4 separate regions of the Mus musculus genome follow, and all the other regions are linked to region 4. Evidence: chromatin contacts called from public HiChIP or PLAC-seq data. All regions are on one chromosome and are shown on one strand. The core of a region is the stretch at or near the end of the contact, and the rest is flanking DNA. Distances in the headings are between cores, read along the strand shown. Region 1 overlaps Il7 (interleukin 7). Region 2 holds the start of Il7 (interleukin 7). Region 3 holds the start of Zc2hc1a (zinc finger, C2HC-type containing 1A). Region 4 has its middle 46 kb from the start of 1700010I02Rik.

What was found. HiChIP or PLAC-seq counts read pairs in DNA pulled down with a chosen protein or histone mark.
Region 1: an H3K27ac HiChIP or PLAC-seq map of embryonic stem cells shows a contact between it and region 4, with 11 times the contacts expected there. The contact joins two enhancer-like sites. A contact is called at or near these places in 1 of 484 Hi-C or Micro-C datasets (embryonic stem cells), 9 of 115 datasets of contacts at active chromatin or transcription factors (all in embryonic stem cells) and 1 of 9 other capture datasets (embryonic stem cells).
Region 2: an H3K27ac HiChIP or PLAC-seq map of embryonic stem cells shows a contact between it and region 4, with 8 times the contacts expected there. The contact joins the promoter of Il7 here to the enhancer-like site in region 4. A contact is called at or near these places in 6 of 39 promoter capture datasets (the 3T3-L1 cell line, hippocampal neurons, liver and 1 more), 13 of 115 datasets of contacts at active chromatin or transcription factors (bone marrow-derived dendritic cells, differentiating embryonic stem cells, embryonic stem cells and 4 more) and 1 of 9 other capture datasets (embryonic stem cells).
Region 3: an H3K27ac HiChIP or PLAC-seq map of stem cell-derived epiblast-like cells shows a contact between it and region 4, with 13 times the contacts expected there. The contact joins the promoter of Zc2hc1a here to the enhancer-like site in region 4. A contact is called at or near these places in 3 of 39 promoter capture datasets (the 3T3-L1 cell line and liver), 1 of 484 Hi-C or Micro-C datasets (embryonic stem cells), 12 of 115 datasets of contacts at active chromatin or transcription factors (embryonic stem cells, epiblast stem cells, kidney and 2 more) and 1 of 9 other capture datasets (embryonic stem cells).

What each region holds. Positions count from the first base shown.
Region 1 is chr3:7,576,974-7,581,268 of GRCm38.p6, reverse strand. Il7 (interleukin 7) reads left to right here. Exons shown (of 5, transcript NM_008371.5): 3 at 4,015-4,095. Among named protein-coding and RNA genes, the nearest start is that of Gm16685, 34 kb to the left of the region's middle. Within about 2 kb of position 1,653, at least 11 of the 459 cell types and tissues checked have an H3K27ac peak or open chromatin away from gene starts, as enhancers often do. A contact at or near this core is called in embryonic stem cells, where this site is marked.
Region 2 is chr3:7,611,485-7,615,518 of GRCm38.p6, reverse strand. Il7 (interleukin 7) reads left to right here and starts at 1,759. Exons shown (of 5, transcript NM_008371.5): 1 at 1,759-2,348. The coding sequence starts at 2,339. Gm16685 (predicted gene, 16685) reads right to left here and starts at 2,814. Exons shown (of 3, transcript NR_168341.1): 1 at 2,710-2,814.
Region 3 is chr3:7,501,644-7,506,087 of GRCm38.p6, reverse strand. Zc2hc1a (zinc finger, C2HC-type containing 1A) reads right to left here and starts at 2,662. Exons shown (of 9, transcript NM_173181.3): 1 at 2,561-2,662. The coding sequence starts at 2,576. It also overlaps the pseudogene Gm23592.
Region 4 is chr3:7,999,088-8,003,260 of GRCm38.p6, reverse strand. No RefSeq gene overlaps it. Among named protein-coding and RNA genes, the nearest start is that of 1700010I02Rik, 46 kb to the right of the region's middle. Within about 2 kb of position 2,035, at least 12 of the 459 cell types and tissues checked have an H3K27ac peak or open chromatin away from gene starts, as enhancers often do. A contact at or near this core is called in embryonic stem cells, epiblast stem cells and stem cell-derived epiblast-like cells, where this site is marked.

The sequences.
Region 1 (4,295 bases), core at 404-2,903, 420 kb after region 4:
TATGGTGGTATGGCCACAAGCCAGGAACACTAAGAATGTTGGCAGCCAGGAGTAGAGAGAAAAGCCAGATTACGGATGCTCCCTGTGCACTGTCACTCAATGCTGAGTTTAAATTTCTCCTCTCTAGGTATGTGACAAGATACATTGCTTTTCTTTCTTTCTTTCTTTCTTTCTTTCTTTCTTTCTTTCTTTCTTTCTTTCTTTCTTTCTTTCTTTCTTCCTTCCTTCCTTCCTTCCTTCCCTCCCTCCTTCCCTCCCTCCCTCCCTCCCCCTCTCTCTCTCTCTCTGTCTCTCTCTCTCTCCCTCTCTCTCTCTTTCTTTTTTGAACCAACACGTTTCTAGTAATTGCCTAGAGCAGTCATGAGAAGTGGATTCATTCTCCCATAAAGTGGAGGCATTGCTAAGTAATATCTGAACAATATCTAATCAACTTTAGCATTCATTTATAAAGTCAGAAGTACTATTTGTTGATTCCAACAAATGTGAATAAATTAATAATAAATGAACAAAGCATAAGTAAAGTAGAAAAATTGGAAAAAGAATGATTAGGCCCAAAGAGAAGGCTTACTGGGTAGAGGTACTTATGTGGAGGCCTGCAGACACAAATTCAGTCCCTGGGTCTCACAAGGAGACAGAAGAAAACTCTCAAATGGTGTCCTCTATTTTCCACACATGTGCTAGTGTAAGCACACACCTGTACTCTTCTACATGCATGTACTAAATAGATTTTACCTATAAAACCAGTCAAAAATGCTAACATTTTTTCTTATTCTCCCTAAGAAACTAACAGAAAATGAGCCTAGATTAATATCAGAGAAGAAAATATGGAAAAATTGTGAGGTCTTTGCATTTTCAGGGAAAAATAAAGACTGAAATATAAACTTGTCATTAGTGCCTTGATAAGTAAGCATATGTAAGATTTTGTAGAAAACACACATAAAGCAAAAAATTAGAGGATAAATACACTTAAAAAGTGATGAAGGTATAGAGGTATAACTGATACAGTTGTTTGGAAGACCTTGGAACTTTGGACAAGAAAAGTTGGTTAAATAATAAGTGGGGCATAATGGGCCTAGGTCATAAAAGCATGAAAAATAGTGCTGAGGACAATTTGGACTACATAGGCACTGGTGAAAAGAAGAGTATCAACTGGATTAGAGTGCACTCTCCCTATACTTTGGCAGAGAATGTGGCTACTTTCTGCCAACAAATCCACCTGTGGTAAAATGGAATTTTCTACTAATATCATTGGCAGAGGAGACTTCAAGACAGCCTAATATTAATTGTGCCAAGTAGTGATTTTATTCATTCTTATGCACATCTACAGTGAAGAGAAACAAACAAGACAAAGAGAAATTCAAAATGTAAAGTTTGGGGAGAAAAAGAGAAGCAAGACATTTGGTACTGGAGCTTATTCATGGAAGAAGCTTAAAGGCCTGATGCTGGATAGAAAAAAGGGAGTAGAAACCTCTGGGCAAGACCCCAATAACCTAATCCTGTGACCAAGGAAAACAAAGACCTGAAAGTTTTCTTTGTCCTAAACAACAATGGAAAGCTTATGCAAATGTAATTCAAGGAGGGGACAGGTTCCAGCTCCAGCAGGCAGGAGAAGTTGGCAGCTTCAGCTATGTAGCTTTGGCTTTAGAATTAAGTGGGACACAGGAAAGGTATTGTGGAATGTTCCACGGTTTAGGAAAGCTATTACTAAAGTAAAGGTTCATGGCAGTAGGTCTTTGCAGGAAAGTCCAGGAAAGCCATTGTGTAAAGCTGTGAATGTAAAGGATGGATTGTGATGGAGATCTACCAGTGCTGGAAAAGTCACAGTATGTTGTATCTGCCAAGGAGAGAAGCTCCAGGCAGGATGTGGAACCAGCCCAAGATTGTTAAGTGTGTTTCTATCAGCAAATCTGGGAAGTGTGGGAGATATGAAGAGCTATCTACTCAGCCCTTTGACATTAGGAGTTTGTCCTACTGGATTTCAGCCTTGCTTTGGTCCAGTGCTTCATTAATAAGTTCCTGCTCCTCCCCTTTGAAATGGTAATGTATATTCTGTACCACTGTATGTTGGAAGTATGTGGTCAGCATTTTGCTTTTTGTTTTTATGGGGTTTTACAATTAAGAAATAGGCTTAAGTCTCAAGGACACTCAGGACTTTGGTATTGTAAGCTGTCTTGAAAATAAAAGACTATGGAGACTTTTGAAGTTGGCTGATGCATTTTACATTCTGATATGACTAGAAGCCTATGGGGGCCAGGGAGCTGAATGTAGTAGTTTGAATGAGAATGGCCCCATGGTCTCATGTATTTTAATGTTTAGTTCCAAGCTGATAAAATTGTTTGGGAAGGATTAGGTGTGGCTTTGTTGCAGAGATGTGTCACTGAGGGAAACTTAAGAGTTCAAAAGCCCATTCTAGGCCCAGTCTCTGCCTTTGTCTGTGGATCTTAGTTAACATTCTACTGCCATGCCTGAGTGCTTCCTGCCATGATAATCATGGACTATATCTCTAAAACTGTAAGCAAGCCCCCAGTTAAATAATTTCTTAGAGTTACCTTGATCTGGTGTCTCTTCACAGCAATAGATCAACAATTAACACAAGAAAGTTAAGTATGTAATAGAAAACAAACAAACAAACAAACTGCAAGGTGCAACCTAATGAAATTGAGACCTTTTCTAGGAGCAATTCACATCATAGATCATAGTGATTTGGACTTTTATATTGTGGGTTTTCCATATTTATAATAAACTGGAAATATGTTTACATGAACCAACATGCCTGTAGGAATCTATTATTTTGACATGTGTTAAATCAAGAAGTTGTTTTCTTCTGTTATGAATTCATATTCTGGGCTGCTATTGATAGGTTTGCTTCAGAAGGCAGCCGTGACATCTTACATGTTCATGTCAAAGGGACACTATCATCATACTGAAAATTAAGTTTTCATCAAATACTTGGCAAACATGCAGAAAAGCTTAACACTCTCTTTTGTAGGCATATGAAATCATATTAGTTTACCACAGCAATAGCCTAACCAACATCAATTTTCAAATATTGTTATGAAATTTGTTAGAACACTCTAAGAATTTAATTCAGTGACATATTTCATATGAGACTTGTAGGTTTAATAAAAAATGTATGTATAATTTGATGTCATCCTGGGGATTAAATAAAACTTGATAGAAAAATGACTTAGTAGATAACTGTTCATTACTTTTAGTTGTAAGGTGGTAGCTTTAGAAAATATATGTCTTGCTCCTGTGATGATTCCAGTATGCCTTCAGTGACTGGTACAGACAAATTTCCAATACTTCTCAATGCTATTACATGATCATATTTAGAGGATGCAGGGACACATCTGCCAAATGCCAGATAAAACCATAAAACCAGGTTGCTGTTTTCTTAAGTTAGTTTCAATATAGGGTTTTGTAGAAATCTTTGACAACGGTCATCAATAAGTGTTGAATTTTAAACAATTATGTATTCAGGCACTACTTCCTACAGGTAAAACAGCAAATGCATACCTTTTAAAGTCAGGAAACCTCTCCTCTTTGCATGAACAATATAAACAATATAAACAATGCACAATGCACACTCCCCTAAGTGGAAAATAGATGAAGATCAGAAGCACTTACTAATCTTCTAATCTTGACCTTGCTTTACTTACTGTTTTGACAATATTATCCATACTGAAATCTTTAAGAAGCTTCAATAACCTGGAATCACCAGTCTACTGGACAGAACTAGTTCAGTTTGATCTTAAGAGATTCTGAATCTTATTTGAGATGATATTGTACATATTTGCTTATTTTTCCATGTAAAGAGAAACAATTCTTGATGCCAGTAAGTAGAATCAGGAAAATTGACTTTCATGAAACTGTTCATATTAGTATCAAATATTAGACTGGTGTGTGTGTGTGTGTGTGTGTGTGTGTGTGAGAGAGAGAGAGAGAGAGAGAGAGAGAGAGAGAGAGAGAGAGAGTCTATGCATTTAACTATATTGTTTTATATTATTACAGGACAAAATGACAGGAACTGATAGTAATTGCCCGAATAATGAACCAAACTTTTTTAGAAAACATGTATGTGATGATACAAAGGTAATGGTAATTTTTACTTTACTATGAGCTTGGTTTTATATACAATTGTGTTAGAGAATTAATTCCATAATCTTTTTATACTAATGACAGGATTATCATTTGCCTATTATATTGTACTGTTGTCTATTATATGTTAATTTTACAGACACCCTGTCTCCAGGAGATACAAATTACATAATAATTTGTTGTCCTTATTTCTT
Region 2 (4,034 bases), core at 510-3,009, 390 kb after region 4:
CTTTTCAGAAGACATTCTTAACACTGAGGGTCAGAGTCCTGTAAAATACATTTACTTCTCCTTTCCTGGAACTTTAGATACTTTCGCCTCATTTTACTCCAATGTTGCCTATGCACAAGCCTTTCTGGTGATTGTACTAGGAAGGAAGACAGACTTCCCCTCTCGCACTCTTTTGATGGATGTTCTTTGACTCTCCTCTGAAAAGCCCAACAACAGGTGGGGGGAAAAAAGCATAGAATGTGAGCAGTTGTACACCTACGTGTACCCTATGGTCAGGGAGTTTAATACAGCCGCCACAAACCTAGACATGTTTATAGAGTTAGTCTTTAACCACCCCTGCAGCCTCATCTCTGTCTACTGCTTTTCTCCACATCTGAGTTCCAATGACATTTTTGGAAATGTGTGCCTGAGAGGCTCAGTTTCCTGATTTCATTTGCCAGCAATTCCCTGTTTTCTTTCTCTTTCCTCTCTTTCCTTTTTTTTTTTTTTTTTTTTTTTTTTTTGGTGGACATTTTTCCATGTTCCATCGTTGAAATGCTTTCTCACCACAGTAGCTCTCTTCCATCCTGTCATACTGCAACGCTGGAGCCTAATCCTATTCTAGATAGCCCTTCTCTGTGGATGGGAGCTGTCTGGAGACCAGGGCTGCAGTGAAGATAACAAGTACTGTCAAATCTCCTGATGCTTTGAGCAGGATGACAACAAGAGAGACAACAGAGAGGTGTTTAAACAGCCCTGCAGGCACCGGGTAGGATTTATTTTGGAAGTGCACTAAGACAACAGGTTTTACATTGAATGTGGAAAGTGAGAGTCCCTGCAGAGTCCACAGGCCAGTGCCCAGTTAGAACTCCTATGGTCCACACTCTAAATGCACAAACAGTACCTCTCTGCCTCTTTTCACTGTTAACAGACAGAATCTGAAGCTCGTGTCCTGATGTCCGATTAGGAACCGCCAGCTCCAGACCCCTTTCTGAGGTTCCCCAGAGCGTTAAGAGCACACCCACCACCCTAGGGCGTCTTCTTAGTCTACTGTATCCTCCATTATTTACAAGGTTCTCTTCCACAAGAGATTCCAAGCAGACTCTTTGAAGCCAGCCTGCAGGTGTTTTTTATCCAAATTCAGCCACGTGAACTTAGCTCTGTTACTTAAGGAAGCCTCTGTTCCCATGTGTATCTTTCAACTGCAGATAAGAAAACAGATTGCCTCGGCAGAAAACTCCAGATGCCAAAATACATGTAAATTCCTGACCAAGAGTCCTGGCATAGAGCAAATACTAGATATATGAGAGATATGGTCCTGATCTCAGATCTCTCTTGTTACTGGTTTGCACAACCTGCCTTCACCTAAGCAGTGTTTCTCCTGATTATAAGAAACAACACTAAATCAGGAATCCCCTCGGTAATTCAGGCCTATTATTAAAACAAAACAAAACACTTTAATGAAACAATCACAATGGTGATTAGCTATGTCAGGAGATAACTGTGGGAGATAGTTACTATGCAGAACTTCTATGTGCCCCCAACTAATACGAGTTTTGGTTTTCTGAAGCTACCACTTACATACTAGACTGGATGGACTCACAAGAATTATTTGTTCTTAAAGTCCTACCTGAGCAGGTGCATTGCACAGATGACAGGGAGGAAAAAAAAAAAAAAAACAAACTAGAGAACCTAGAGGGGCAGAGGGCGTGACCCTCTTAATCATCCTTCACTTCCTTTTTTTTTTTTTTTTTTTTAAGATGACTTACATCGGCGGCAGCAGAAGCAGCGACGCCTCCTCAGTGGAACTGACTTGCAATAGCGAGCTTTCTCTGCTGCACATTTGTGGCTTCTGTGGACATATTAGTAACCAGCGGTTTTAGCTCCCAGTCTCACAGAGTTGCCAGAGAGGTTAGAAGTCATTTGAAAAGCCTATTAGCCGAATCTTTCTGATCCAGAAGGCCAGCTGGCTTCTCCTGAGCTACTTTCAATTCGCAGCAACCACTGATCCTGGTCCAGGTGACTGGGGAAGACGCTGAGGGTATAAACCCAAACATTGAACCTGAAGACCCAGCGCAAAGTAGAAACTGAAAGTACCCTGCTTAGTCTGCCGGCAGATCCTACGGAAGTTATGGCAAAGCCAGAGCGCCTGGGTGGCCGGTGATGCATGCGGCCCCTCTTGGGATGGATGGACCAGGCGTGGCGTGGGTGAGAGGAGTCAGCTGCCTGAACTGCCCTGCCCAGCACCGGTTTGCGGCCACCCGGTGGATGACCGGGGTCCTGGGAGTGATTATGGGTGGTGAGAGCCGGCTCCTGCTGCAGTCCCAGTCATCATGACTACACCCACCTCCCGCAGACCATGTTCCATGGTAAGCGCTGCTCTCTGGTGCGCACAAGTAGGTGCGCCTAGCGCGCCGGGGACTCTGGGACAGTCCGGGAGGTGCCACCCGCCCCCGCGCCTCCGCACGTCCGGGAATAGCCCGGCCTTGCACTTTGGACAGGCTGAGAGCTTGGCCTCTCCCATGGTCAGCCACTACCCGCGCTGAGCTCGGTTGCCCAGAACCATTGGCACCTGGGCGTACAACCCTGGCGGGCGGGGAGGAACAGTTCCCGAGGCGGTTTTCAGATCCCCAGACCCAGAGCTTCAGTGCGGGAGCCGCGACGCGGTGGCCCCCTGCAGTCAAGACTCAGTAGTCAGTGGTTTTCAGCCACTTTGTCCCTAGCCAGTACCTCTTCAATGCAGCCCTTCCTGGCTTCCTGGCTGTGCAGTTACTCACAGGCTGCCTGGGTTCAGGGCGTTGCTGGGCTCTCGCAGCTCAGAACTTCATGGAGAATGAAAGAGTCGCTCCCAGGATGCGCTTTTAAACCCTAAAGGACAGATCATTGGAAAACCCCCTCTTCTCCCCGCAGTAAGTCTGGGAGTTTCCGATCCAGGCTGTAAGTTGACTTGTTTGCTGGGAACCCAAGTCCTGCGGCTGAGATTGCAAAAGGCCAGATTTTATTTTCCTTCTATATATTTGCTACTTAAGGGAGGCAGAACTTTAAGTACCCATGAGTACAAATTCTTAGCTCCCTGATCAAATCTAATAGGCTTGCATTAGTTTTAAATAAGTAAGGATTTAAAGTGGACAAGAACAGAATTGACAGAGGCTGGAATCCATTTGTAGCTAGAACTAATAGAGATGAGAACAGAATGGAGTGTGAGGAGGTCTACCTAAGGGAATGCAGGTGTTTTAAATACTTCCTCAAGCAAGAGAACCTATGGAGGTGCAGGATCTAGCCTAAGGCTCTTTCCTTTTGCAACCCCATTGCAAACCATTGTATTGGTTTCCGGCCCACTGTTTTAGGTACAATTACTTCCCCTCTCTTAGGTACTAGCGAACCAAAAACATTTGAGGGAGTACTTATCAGAAACCAAATAAAAGATGTGGAGACCTGAGAGACTGCCCAAGAAAATGATGGAAGGCTGCCAAGGTGCCCCTGCAGGAGCTCACTGTACAGCTAGAGACACCGCATCCCTGTCTTCTTTGCAATGCCCTGGGTTCTGAAATTGCCTTTCACTTTAACCCTTGGATTACCTACAACCTGGAGAGATAAAAGGACAAAGGAAAAGCAAAGGTGTAATTTAAACGAGGAGGCTTTTCCCATTGAGATACATCCATATCGGACATGCCTTATTTTCTTAGTAAAGAAAATATGAAAATATTAAACTCACGGGAGTTAAAGTAAGTGGCTTTTTTTTTTTCTTTCATTTTCGGTCCAAAATTTACTAGAGGCGTGGGTAAACTCCATCAAGGCTGTGTGCTGTGTTTCCACTTTGTTATGTCGGGACACCAAGTAAACAAGGATTCACTCGCTGACGCTCAATTGTGCTGCCTCATTATGAATCAGCATACATTTTATTTGTATACTAATAAAAGGAAACAATGAGAAACATAGAGCCTTGGGAATATGGAGGAAGCCTGAAGATCTATCTGTAAAGGAGAATTAGAAATTTCATCTCAGTGTGTATACTTCTTGAACAAAAATGGAAAGTTCTTTTATAAAACCAATCT
Region 3 (4,444 bases), core at 1,413-3,912, 500 kb after region 4:
CTAATAAATTAAGCAGACCAGATGAGGAATGGCCTGTCTAATGTCTACAATAAATGTTATAGGCATACTTTAGAGTTTTATGAAGGCAATGATAATATCTTATCTAAGGATAAAACCTTAGATTTTATCACCTCAATCTTACAGATGATAAAACTCGTAAGATATTAGAACTTACCAATTCTAAAACTGCTACTGTGCTCCTTAGATAAGTCTAGGGTATAGCTTTCCATGAAAAGAAATTAAAGGCTTTTCTCTAATTACTCAAGCCATGCAAAAAGTTCTGCTATTAATTATACAAAATTATAAGAAAGCTTAACATTTGGCTTCAAAATACAGTGTACAATTTATTAGTTCATTTTGTGACAATTCCAGACATAAAATTCCCAGACCCTCAGTAATGTAAACATTATATGTAAGCAACTAAAATTTCCTTTTAAAGGGTAAGAATAGGCGGCCAGTAACTACTTTCAACTAGAAATGTAAGTCAGATAGATGTCAAAGACTTTTGCTCAATGACAAAGATAAAGCAAACAAACTTGAAGATTGTATGCTACATGCTGTCCTATAACTTTTACTATAGAGAAAAAATAGCAAACAACTTCTTGCTTATTAAGTGAAAGCCTGGGTAAAAAATTAACAAATGGTATCCTTAAGACTCAAAGTTTTGAACTCTGAAAAATGTGACATTGTATGAACTCACTTTTTGAAAGAATGATGGAAGTGGAGTGGGGCTGAAGCCAGGACAAAACCACAAGAGAGCGAGCACTGCTCTTCCACTCAACAGAACACTTTGAGCTCTAACTATGCTGGATCACTTTTAGTTGCCAATATTTACCTGTTCTGCCAGACAGAAACAATGATTTCCTTATATTTCAACCTAATTTATTATAATTGAATGCATGAAATGATGGCATCTTAGTTTGTTCAGGAAAAGAAAAATCAAAGAGTTTAAGGGCCAGTACTGCTTAACATAAACCTGACTCATGAATCATGCTCATTGCATACTACATGAGGATCCTTATGTTCTACACACATACATACATACATACATACATACACACACACACAGAGTGTATATTATACTAGTATTCGATTATTTCTCCTAAATTTCTGATTTAGATAGCAAGAACTTTGACAATTTTTTATTCTTTGCATGCATAGATAAATAAGTGAAACATTGGATGAATATTTCTTTCACTGTAAATATTGATCAGTAAAAATCTGGGAAGTATTCTTAAACACTCTTCATGCAGTATGATAGCGTTGTAAAGTCTTCACACCTATGTTTCAACTCTATTCTCTATACAGTCCCTATACTAGTATAGTTGTAAATCACTAAAATGAGTTGCCTGTAGGGGTATCCAAAAATAGGAGATTTTTGAAAGGTATGCTGTCATTACAATTTCTCATTTCATGTTAATTTGAGTGGTACACCAAGCAAGACCTTCACAGCTAATCTGCAGCATAAATGATCTATTAGAATTCTTTATCACCTTCAAGATGTTTGGAGAAAGCTTAACTGCAAAATATCATTGTGAAATAAAATTCATAATCATATTATTATATTTTCTTTCTGGTACACTTAAATCACTGGGGAAGAGTTATCAGTTACCACTGTTAACTTCGTAACATGTCCTGAAATATTTGACTATCTATAATACAAGAAAATGAAGGGATCAAGTCCCCTATTCATTCCAAGTACAGTAAGTGGTGAAACAATTTTAAGAGAGAAAAAAAAACTATTTTAAGGCAGCAGGATCCAAATTTTCTGAAAGCTTGTATATCAGAAAGATCCCTAGTCTTTTTAAATCCTGAAACTGTTGTCACCACTGTTAAGATTTTTTTTTTCTTCCTTCCTTTGTTTTTTAAGTGAAATGTTGTCCTAGCGCGGGATTAAAATGGATGAAGAAAGGGAAAGAACTGGGAACAAAACAAAATCTGAAGCCATGGCTAAGGCACCAGGATAAAGTGAAGATAAGGAAGCAAAGCTGGCTTTTCCCTAGACCGTCCTCGTGAATAAACCATTAATGTTGAAGCTATTGTCCCTGCTGTAGAGCTCGCCAGGGACACTTCCTTGGGAGATGCTCCGGCATCTCTCCGAGCAAGGTGCGGTAGAAATGGAAGGAATGGACCTACGACTGTCCAAGGTGTGTGTCCAGAGCTCGCTGGAGGCAGGGCAGGTCCTGAGGGGTCAGCAAGAGCTGGCGACCCGGGCGTCGCGAACCTTAACCAAGAATACACTTTGCAAAGATAAGACTCGACCAGAGACACCTAGTGCCCACAGGAAACTCAGGGGTCCAGAAAGGACCCGACATGGTAGTTAGGCCTTGCAGAAGTGAGGACGCGGGGGCTCCAACCCCGCGGTGAAGTCGAGCACCGTGCCCGGCGGGCAGCCCGCGGCCACCGCTCCCGTAAGGGGCCGCCAGCTCCGCCCCGGGTGTCGGCGAGCGCGGGGACCTCGCTGCAGAGCCGGCCGGCCGGCCGCACTTGCCCCCAGACTCCAGGCCCCGGTCGCTCGGGCCCGCTGGAGCCCCGCGGTCGCATCCCCCTCGCGTCTCACCTTCCAGTCCGTCCATGACGCGCCGCCTCAGGCTCCGCAGGCAGCACCCGCCGCCGCCCAGTTCCTGCTGTAGCAACACGGCCGCACCTCCCACACTCTAACATCCCGGCCTCCTATTGGTCCGCGCGGGTGGGGGCGGGGTGACAGGGGCGGAGCTACTAAGGGCGGGGCTGCGCCTTCTGCCACCTCCCGAGGGACTCTCCTTCCACCAAGGTTTTTCCAACCACCCTCCCTGGAAACCGCAGCTACTTTTGTTGGCAATCCGAGATCCTTACACGCCTTTGTTCCACTTCAGCCACATTTAGGCTCACACCTTGTTTTCCAGCTTAGAATGCCTCCGCATCTCGGAGCTCCTCATCTCCAGTCAGTAAGAGAATGTCTTTTTAACAGGTCCCTCTGAGCTCTTGTAACAAGATAAGGGGGCCTTGGTCCAGCACCATCCCGTGTTCACTGCCCTTTTAAATCAAGCAACATCCTCTAGCCTTGTTCTTCAGACACAGCTCTATGGGCTAAGACATTGTTTCCTAGGTAAGTCATATTTTCTGTATGGGACTGTGGAACTGAGATTGCGCCAAACTTCTGAAACAGTTTTCTAACTATAAAAAGTTAGGCCCGAAATTAGAAATGAAACTTCCCCGTTGCACAATCTTTCCCTGGCCAGCACTATGCTTGCCCTCAACTGCAGTTCTGCATCTCATCAAGGCTGTACTGTACTGAGCGCTTTAAACTGGGAAGCTAACCTATCAAGGCACAAAGGTGTCTTTCTGTCAGAGTCAAAATGGAATCCAACCACTCAAACGGTTTTGCTTCACAGTCTAACACATTTTACCCTTACTAAAACTCTTCGAAAATTTTACTTAGCAAGAATAAACCAATCATATTGTTTACTGATTCTGGGGTGTCCATTACTAAGTTATCAATATATTTTGTTCGTAACAAGTCTTACACTGTTTTCTTGTTGAGCAGTTTAATTCAAAAGTTGTCTTAATTCTGTATACACTTAAATATGTCAGTAACTCTCTGATTTTGTTTAAACAAGCAAACGCCAAGAGGTCTTATCTGTGAGAAGACGCTCACAGTGGGTGTGAAGACCGTAGAGTCCGAGTCTGGTACAGAATAGTATAAGAAACTTCCATTCTGCAATTATCTCATGAGTCCTTTCCTTGTTCTGCTCTGGGCTTCCCTGACTTCTGAGTTTCTGGGACCTCCATGCAGGCAACCAACCTAGTTACCCTATATTGGTGTAGAGAGCCCCGCCACCACCAGTCCCCTGGCCATGCTTCTAAGACAAAATCAGATGAGGTTGAGGACAGCTTTCATAAGAATGCCCAAAAAAATAAAAAGAACACAAAAAGAATTATCAAAATAAAGAAGACATTTACTTTGCATATTGCAAGTTTAGACAAATATTAGGATGATGGACACAAGCCTTATTAGCCATAAAATCTACAGTAACATCAATAACAATAATAAAAATAGCAACAATAACAAAAGTACCTTAAGAGGCCCTGCCATCTAGAAGCCTTACAGGTGTGGCTGCTATATCACATGTCTGCCAGTAGATGGCAGAGAGGAGAGAAGCTATGTCTAGTTCAGTGTTCTGACCCATGAATAATTTACCTCACATTTCTGGAAAAAGGCCTGTCAGAAAAGCTACCAGTCTGGCATGAGGGGCCTGTCGGGGGCAGGGGTGGGGGGATGGGGAAGCATACAGTGTCCAGGGCTGAGATGACCATCAGAATGGTGCCATGGGGTCTGGGCAGAGAGGTATCCTGAGATGATTGCCAGTGGAGGGCTATGCAGGCCTAAGGGGATAGGCCATGCCTGACAGGACCCCTGACTAGCACCATAACGCATGAACAGGGCATTGTACTCCTGAGACAA
Region 4 (4,173 bases), core at 786-3,285:
CAGCCCAGGCTGCACAGAGAAACCCTGTCTCAATAAAACTAACCCTGACTGATCCTACCTCAATTGCATCAAAGCTGTTTCCTCTAAAGACGTCTTACAGGATAGCTTCGGAACAGCTAGCTCCCTTGGTCCAGTCTCTCAGATTGTTCCAGTCAGGATTTTGTTTAAGGCCCTACTTTCTCAGCATACAGAGATTGGAGAAAAAATGCTACACCTAGCTTTCTTAAGAATAACCATTTTTTTCTAACATTCTTGGGTACCCAAAAATGAATTCTTTGCTAAATTCAGAATGAAGCTAGTATAAAAAGTCTGTCAACCAGTCCCTTAAGTTGGGATGTATGGTTTTGGCTTTATAAATTGTAGATTTTATAAATTTATAAATTGTATTGTTTTATAAATTATAGATCTGTTGTGATTTTAAAGGATTATTACAAATAATTGTGGTCTTAAGTAGGGAAGAAAATAATTTGAGAGGTTAGATCCAGGAATTTCTAAGTTTCCTTTTCTTTTCCCTATCTTTCTTTCTTCCTTAGGTAAAGGAAAGGGGGTCGAGAAGGAAAAGGGGGAATATAGAAATATTACAAGAGATGAAAAAAATACGGGCCAATTATTGAATCTACTCTTAAACTAAATAATATATCATAGTCATAATCTTACATTGATAAAGACCTTTATATCTTTATATTTTAATGCAAAATTGAGGTTCTATTTTGTTACATGGGTATAGAATTTTGTATATTGATACAAAGAGGTTATTTTGATACATTGGTATGAGTTATTGTATATTGATACAAATTTAATATTAATTTTGATATACATAACATATTTATGTTTTAACATTTGGCATATTATGCCTATAGAATTCTTTAAAATGCATCATAAAGTTCTCATCCTTTAAAAAACTGCTATTACAAAGTACTAGAGATGATAAAAATGAAAGTTATGAACTAAAAGGAATGGTTAAGAAATGCATGTTAGTAGTTGGTCAAACTCATGGTCATATTAGGTACTAGAGTTGTTCATTACAATAAAATGTTTTCACATATTTCAGATAGTAAACATCTAAGAATAAACAATGTTTGGCTACTCAAATATCCTATGGACAAATAGTTAGACGTCAAGAACCTAAAAGATCCAAAGAATATGGCATTTACATTTATTTTATTATCAGAAGATTCTGACTATGTGTAGATGTGCTCCTGATAGTACCCTATTCCACTTCAAAGACGATGATGAGCATCAGTTACCTCAATATGGAGTTGCTTCAGTTGTACCAAGTTAGCCACTTGGCAAAGAAAATGCCCATGCTTTAACTACAGACAAATCTGTTTAGAAAAGACAAGAGGACACAGGGGAGTTGAGTGCGAAGCTCTTCATAGTCAGGATAAGCAAGTCCTTCAGAATCCCAGCTTCAGCAATAGTCTGTCAGATATCTGAGCAAGAAAGCTGAAGACGGATGCTCCAATGTTAATAGAGATAATATTGAGTACAGTCCAGAAAGTCAGTAGTCTCTGTTATTTCTATAAAACTTGCGAACTATCTATGACCCTACATTTGCTGCATACTCAGGTAATATTTATTCCTTCTAGGGCCTCTCATGGGATGAAGTGCTATGCACACTCCAGTGAAGTCTGCTTGGTAGGCCGAGAGGCTTGGAAGCACTCACGAAGCAAGGAGTGTCAAGGAAACCCAATCTCCTAGAACCAGGCATTCTCATAACCGATATACTCATACTCTATCCCCATGTTAGTCTGGTGTATGGATTCACGTGTTCTCTTTTAGTATTATTTTATTATAAGGGCCTTAAAGATTGAATACTGACAAAGCTAAGCCTTCGCCAGTGTTCCAACATCCTAGAAAATCCTTGAAGCTGACAAACTTGTAATTCAGTAGGAATTCAGTAAGAATGTTGCCTATTCAGTAATATTCAAATTTACTTCTAGTAGAGATGGTGAAACTAATTAGGCATTACAAAGAACGGAACTAGAATAGCTCAAGGTTAGTCTGCAGAGTGATTACTCAGGACAGTCACCAGTCTTACCCAAACAAGGGAATACACAATGGCCTAGCTAATAGGCGGGTTTACCACATAAGAGTTAGGGAATCCTACTGAGACAGGAACCTTCACTACAGCCAGGTATAGCAGACTATATTGCATATTAGAAGTAAGTTGGTGAATTCCTCCGACAAATGGAGATTCTCCACAGATACTTGAAATAACAGCCAAGTTACACTCATACAAGAATCTATCAAGGCCTAGGAAACAGGGGGGTTGTGTTATTGCATTATCCATGAGAAGGTCTGCTAGAGCAGAACCCCCTGGTGCTAGCTTTCACAAGGCTCAAAGGAGTAGCACAATTTGTGACTAGGGTGTGAAATCCTTACCCTACGCAGGGCTGTTTTATCTTTACTGTAAATATTACCTGGTTCCTGTAAGTCCTTTTGAAGTCATTCCTTTGTTTTGTGTCAGGTAACTTCAATGTACTTTGTCTGCTGTGACATCCTACCACTTTGTTTTCTGTATTATATAAGACTGGTGTTCATTTTGTGACAATACATTCAGATTCTACACAATCTCTCAAGTGATTCAGTCTGTCATTCATTTGCCAACTCCTTGTCCACCTGCAACCAGAGACCAATTCTACACAGACAGGGATCAAAAGGGTCTGTGGCAATGAAGACTAGATCATCAGAGTTTTAATATAAGCTTAAGTTGTTTAGGACTTCAGATGATGCACTATCTCTAAAAAGAGGATCTGCCCAATCCTGTAGAGACTTGATGCCCCAGGGAAGGGGAATGCTTAAGGGGGTGAGGTGGAGGTCAGTGGGTGTGGGGGAGAGCACCCTCAAAGAAATTAAGAGGAGGTTAGATGGGGTGAAGAACTCAGGGAGGGGGAACCTGGAAGGGGAGCAACATTTGGAATGTAAATACATACAATAATTTAAGGCCATCTTCTGCCTGAACCTGGCAGAGTCTGCCAAGAACCCCAGAGGACTCTCCATGCCTCAGGACCTCAGGATCACCTTGGGAATCACAGGTGAGAGGAACATCAGCTCCAAAGCATCACGGAGGATCTTATGCAAGCAGGAACAGGGAAAAAGGAACCCCACCAAGAGGCTGGTATGCATTCTGGTAGGGGCCAGCCCTGCCATCTTCTGTGTGAACACGGCCAAGGGCATCGAGGGCCCCAGAGAACTGTCCATACTGCAGAACCCCTAGAACACCCAAGACCTCATGATCACTGGAGAGCACATAGGTGACAGAAGCGACAGAGCTTCTTGGACAGGGCCCCTTCAACCTTTCATCCTCAGCTAGAAGGTGGAGCTGAGACCCAGACACTTGGGCACCTTCCTTGCCATAGGAGAGTCAGCCTACAGGGAGGGCTCTGACCCCAGGACTCAGGAGGTAGAGAAGAGCTCCAGACTTCTGGACACCTGCCCTGCAAGACAAGAGCTTGCCTAGAGAGAGTGCTCTGACCATTGGGACTCAGGAGAGATTTGGATTCAGAAGAGTTCTGACAGAGGCTAACAGAATCACAGGAGGATCAAGCTCCAGCCAGAGAGAGCTAGAACATTAACACCAGAGATTACCAGATGGTGAAAGGCAAACATAAGAATCTTACTAACAGAAACCAAGAACACTGGGCATCATCAGAACCAAGTACGCCCACCACTGTGAGTCCTGGATACCGCAACATACCCGAAAAGCAAGACGCAGATTTAAAATCATATCTCATGATGGTGGTAGAAGATTTTAAGAAGGGCATTAATAACTCAATAAATACAGGAGAACACTGCTAAACAGTAGAAGCCCTTAAAGAATTACAGGAAAACACTGCTAAACGGGTAGAATACTTTAAAGAGGAAACAGAAAATCTCATAAAGAACTACAGGAAAACACAACCAAACAGGTGATGAAACTGAACAAAACTATCCAAGATCTAGAAACGGAACTAGAAACAATGAAGAAAACCCAAAGAGAGACAACTCTGTAGATAGAAACCCTAGGAAAGAAATCAGGAACCATAGATGCGAGCATCAGTAACAGAATACAAGAGATGGAAGAGAGAATCTCAGGTGCAGAAGATTCCATAGGGAGCATGAACACAAAAATCAAAGAAAATGCAAAATGCAAAAAGATCCTAACTCAAAACATCCAGGAAATCCAGGACA